Linked DNA regions of Xenopus laevis: region 1 is linked to region 2. A link is a contact called in public Hi-C data. All regions are on one chromosome and are shown on one strand. The core of a region is the stretch at or near the end of the contact, and the rest is flanking DNA. Distances in the headings are between cores, read along the strand shown.

Region 1 (2,700 bases), core at 22-2,521, 67 kb after region 2:
TAGGCTGGTAAAATACCGGCCGGGTGGCAACTCTGTCTACGGCCCACGATCGAATCACCAACCAAAAACCACAAGGGAACACCCTGTTATTCGGCTCCAAATGTGCTACACGTGTGAAGCTGCTCCGGTCAGCATCCAAACCAAACGGAGGAGCACCACTTGTAGTCAGACGTTAAAATTCAATATTTATTCCATCCATTAAAATCAGTGTACAAAATATATAAGCAAAGTATTGCCTGTAATGCTCGCAACCGTTACGCTTAACGCGTTCCATAGCCCTCCGGCTACTTTCTCAAAAGAGTAATGGTTGCAAACATTACAGGCAATACTTTGCTTATATATTTTGGACACTGATTTTAATGGATGAAATAAATATTGAATTTAAACGTCTGACTCCAAGTGGTGCTCCGTCCTACACACAGAGATATCCACAATTGGATCACCCGATATCGCCCACCTCAAGGGACACCTGACTCCTGGGGTGCTACTCCCTGACCTCTCCTTGTCCTGATTTTGGCCACATAATAGATAAGGGGGGAGAAGGCAGAAGGGTGCTGTGGTTTGGGGCCCGTGTGGGTGGCAGAGGGAAAGGCCGGGTGGGCCGCAGGGTGTGTGTGTGGCCTCTGATGTGGCAAGTCTAGAGGCAAGTCTAGTGTCTATATTACCACATGGGCTACAGGCAGGTCCCACATGCAGCAGCTCTAGGGTTCCACCAGCATTAGTAGGTCCCATAGGACAGATACATCATATAAATACATAAATAAATGATAATTTTACTTTAGTTTTTCCATGTCTGTAATCCACTCCCAGAATGCCTTGTGTCTATGAGATTTGGCTGCCCCATAATGCATTTGTGCAACTCAGAGCTAATCCCCCCCGGTCCCCTCCATTGTAGCACAGTGACAGATGTCCCACAGACACAAGGTGGAGGGAACAATCAGTTGCCTTTATGTGACTAAGTGTCCCATCTATGGGTGACAGAGATCTGCATGATGGCTCCAGCCCTAGAAAAAAGACCTCATTAACTTGCAATTACTGATTCATAATACAGAATAGGGCCCCCCATTCTCACACTGCCAAAAAATTACAATGAAAAAAGGGGTTGCCAGCTTCTCTTCTTTCAGGGAGAAAATCCTTCCCCCTCCTCTACCTCCCCACGAGGATTTGGGATTAGCCCCTGGCAGCCTGATAAAATACAGCCCATTATAGTTGGGCTCATAGGGAAGGATGTTATGGAGGGGAATTCATTATGACTTGTGTTTATACAAAAACATTAGGAACAACTGGGAACCTATAGTTATTACAAGTACATTCTATGGAACGGCATGATGAGTCCTATCCCTGACTCCACTAATGCTCCACTCCTGCTATTTGTACTCATGAAGTGGTGGCAGGAATTCTGGGATGTTCTGGACCATTATAAACTATAGGGAGGGTTATATGGAGCAATAGAAGGAGTTATATGGAGGGGTATATGGAGCAATAGGAGGAGTTATAGGGAGGGTTATATGGAGCAATAGGAGGAGTTATAGGGAGGGGTATATGGAGCAATAGGAGGAGTTATAGGGAGGGTTATATGGAGCAATAGGAGGAGTTATAGGGAGGGTTATATGGAGCAATGGGAGGAGTTATAGGGAGGGTTATATGGAGCAATAGGAGGAGTTATAGGGAGGGTTACATGGAGCAATAGGAGGAGTTTTAGGGAGGGTTATATGGAGAAATAGGAGGAGTTATAGGGAGGGTTATATGGAGCAATAGGAGGAGTTATAGGGAGGGTTATATGGAGCAATAGGAGGAGTTATAGGGAGGGTTACATGGAGCAATAGGAGGAGTTATAGGGAGGGTTATATGGAGCAATAGGAGGAGTTATAGGGAGGGGTCTATGGAGCAATAGGAGGAGTTATAGGGAGGGTTATATGGAGCAATAGGAGGAGTTATAGGGAGGGTTACATGGAGCAATAGGAGAAGTTTTAGGGAGGGTTATATGGAGAAATAGGAGGAGTTATATGGAGCAATAGGAGGAGTTATAGGGAGGGTTATATGGAGCAATAGGAGGAGTTATAGGGAGGGTTACATGGAGCAATAGGAGGAGTTATAGGGAGGGTTATATGGAGCAATAGGAGGAGTTATAGGGAGGGTTATATGGAGCAATAGGAGGAGTTATAGGGGGTTATATGGAGCAATAGGAGGAGTTATAGGGAGGGTTATATGGAGCAATAGGAGGAGTTATAGGGAGGCTTATATGGAGCAATAGGAGGAGTTATAGGGAGGGTTATATGGAGCAATAGGAGGAGTTATAGGGAGGGTTATATGGAGCAATAGGAGGAGTTATAGGGAGGGGTCTATGGAGCAATAGGAGGAGTTATAGGGAGGTTTATATGGAGAAATAGGAGGAGTTATAGGGAGGGTTATATGGAGCAATAGGAGGAGTTATAGGGAGGGTTATATGGAGCAATAGGAGGAGTTATAGGGAGGGTTACATGGAGCAATAGGAGAAGTTTTAGGGAGGGTTATATGGAGAAATAGGAGGAGTTATAGGGAGGGTTATATGGAGCAATAGGAGGAGTTATAGGGAGGGTTATATGGAGCAATAGGAGGAGTTATAGGGAGGGTTATATGGAGTTATAGGGAGGGTTATATGGAGCAATAGGAGGAGTTATAGGGAGGGTTATATGGAGCAATAGGAGGAGTTATAGGGAG
Region 2 (2,700 bases), core at 45-2,544:
AAAGCAGGAAGTAGTGTTCAGACTGACATGTTATACATCAAATCACTCCAGCCTTTATTCATTACATTTTTGGCTAACTAACTATATTAGATACATTTTTTATTTTGCACAGCCTGTCTATTTACACAGTTTTTATTTTTACACTGAACAATTCCTTTAAAGGTGAAACCCCCCTATAAGATTATTTTTTCTGTCAAGTGAGAGGCGACATCTTCCAGATAGGAAGCCAACGGCAATCGTGTATTCTACACAGACGCACCCACAAATACAGCGACTCTTTACAAACGTACATTACTATTCTTATAATAAAGCCAAGAATTAGTAATATGCGGGTCGTGGATTTCTCGACCCTAACCCGCCCCTCTATTTATAGACCCACCCCAAAGTGATGTTTCAAAAGGGGCGGGAGTGGCGCTGGTCTATAAATTTTACCAACAGAAGTGCTAGGCCCAAAGATTTTGTGCAGGAGTCGGCGCGAACCGCGGGTTTCAGGCCGGCCCACCAGGTCCGGACTGGGATTCACAATAGGCCCCGGCATTCCAAGTACACAGAGGCCCAAGCAGCCCTCCACCAGCCCAATAAATAGTGACTGTCTATGGCAATTTACAGCAGCTCCTCGGGCATTTGCCAGAACCCACAGATTACCAGTCCGGGCCTGCGGCCCACACATCACTACTACCAGGAATACAGTCTGTAAATGATATCCCTCTAAATGGTGCTCAATGATGTCATCCGTTATAATCGGTGTTCAGTGATGTCATCTGTTATAATCGGTGCTCGTGATGTCATCCGTTAGTATCGGTGCCAAGTGATGTCATTTCTGTCACATGACTCGCTGAAACCTGTATAAAACGCCTCGGGTGACTTATAACCTCCTGATATTTTACAATAATTCACTGTTTTCATTATTATTTTGTCATTGGCAGCGAGGAACCCCCTTTATTCCACACAAGGGGCTACTAATAAGCTTAAATATTACAGTTAATGGTTGAGAGATTATTTAGTGACACCTCAGAGGTGCTGAACTACAACTGATATGACATGGGGGAAGGGTTCTGTCCTCATACAGTTACACAGATAAATATCATTAATATAAAAGCCTTTAGGGCGCCAGGTATCGCTCAGTATCTCTGTGTTTCCTCACCTCCATAGTGACAGCGCCTCAGCAAGTTCTCTCAGCCTCTGAAACTGACAGAAGCGCGCAGCCTTGAAGTGCCTCAGAGCAAGCGGGGGCGGGACCAACATCGGTCCCGCCTCCTCACTGCCCGTTAATTTGAATGATAGTCGCCTGCCGACGCCCTTTCTACCCCCAGGGCGTGCGCTGATTGGCTGGCGTTTGTTGTCGCTAAGCGGCGCTCGGACAATCACCTTCTTCCGGGTTTTTCATTGGCTGCGAGTCTGTTAGGCAATACTTTTCCCGCCCAAAAAAAAAAAGAAAGGTCTAAGATGAAAGTAGCGAAGCAGTCGAGAGTTGCTACTTAATATGTCAGGTTACGTTTGGAATTCTGGTAGGGGGTGTTATCTGCACCGCTGAGGTAAATATGAAAGAGTTGATGATAAAGTTGAGGTAAACAATGAGTTAGTTATAGAGTTCAGAGCTGTCATGGTGTCTCCTGTGGTGAAATGTGGAGTATTTGGGCTTCTGGGATTAATAAAGCAGCAGGTGAGGCCTGTGTGGGAAATAAAGACCTGTTTGCTGTAGCCAAACATATATATTTGTATGGCAACCTCTATCGGAATTTGCAGGGCCCTTTACAACAACATTTTCCGGGCACCTTACAATACTGTTGCCACCTGCCTGGTTTTTACCCGGACGGCCCTGTTTTTTGAAGGGTCAAAACTGCCTGCCTGGTTTTCCAAATTAAGAAAACCGGGCAGGATTTCCTAAGATTGACGCGGCAACTGAGCGATCACTGCATCATAGCCCCACCCCTGATGTCATTTCCCGCCCCTGTCATGGCCCCGCCCTGTGCCCAGATTGCACCGGGTGAAAAGGTGGCAACCCTACAAGTAAAAGGAAAACATTGGCCACCGACGTTTTTTTTTTTTTTTTACAAGTTAAAAAAAAACAGCAGCCATTGCCCCCCCCAAGTTAAAAAAAAATGAGTGCCCAATAGTGATGTGCGGGCCGACCCAAGGCCCACGGGTTTACCCGGGCGGGTTCGGGCCGACCCCTGGACAAAATGCGCGGGCGGGTGCAGGTCGAGCTCTTCTCCTGCTTTCCCCGCCTGCGACCTAGTACTACAGCTTCCGGCACCAGAATTTATAGACGTCCGCCCGCCCCTTTTGTGACGTCACTGCGGGTCTATAAATAAAGGGGAGCAGCGGGCCGGGTCGGATGCGGGTAGGGAGCGGGCGGGTTAGGGTCGGGTGCGGGTCGAGAATTTCTCGACCCGCACATCACCAGTGCCCAAAGCTTTTTTTAAAAGAAAAATAAATGTTCGGCATGGCTCTGCTCCTACTTTCGCCACAACTTGGCTCCTACTCCAGCAGTTTAAGGGGAGTCCGGCTAATCCAGGAAACACAGCACAGCCAGACCCCCCTTAACATATAGAAGCCATCAGGTCCGGGACAATTATGCCCCCCTGATGGTGGCAACCAGGTCTAATTTGTAAAAGCAGCCAAAGTCAGCTACATAACAGCCCAAAACTAGCCAAGAGGCACTTCAAAAGTAGCCCAAAAATAGCACAATATGTGCAG

What was found. A called contact is a pair of places that touch in the nucleus more often than the background predicts.
Region 1: a contact with region 2 is called in a Hi-C map of the XTC cell line, with 4 times the contacts expected there. The contact joins the enhancer-like site here to the promoter of LOC108700826 in region 2. A contact is called at or near these places in 2 of 4 Hi-C or Micro-C datasets (the XL177 cell line and the XTC cell line).

The regions. Positions count from the first base shown.
Region 1 is chr9_10L:4,935,405-4,938,104 of Xenopus_laevis_v10.1, forward strand. No RefSeq gene overlaps it. Among protein-coding and RNA genes, the nearest start is that of gpatch8.L, 8.7 kb to the right of the region's middle. Within about 2 kb of position 1,272, at least 3 of the 7 cell types and tissues checked have an H3K27ac peak or open chromatin away from gene starts, as enhancers often do.
Region 2 is chr9_10L:4,868,125-4,870,824 of Xenopus_laevis_v10.1, forward strand. It overlaps LOC108700826 (meiosis-specific coiled-coil domain-containing protein MEIOC), which reads right to left and starts at 1,295. Exons shown (of 8, transcript XM_018234804.2): 1 at 1,145-1,295. The coding sequence starts at 1,150.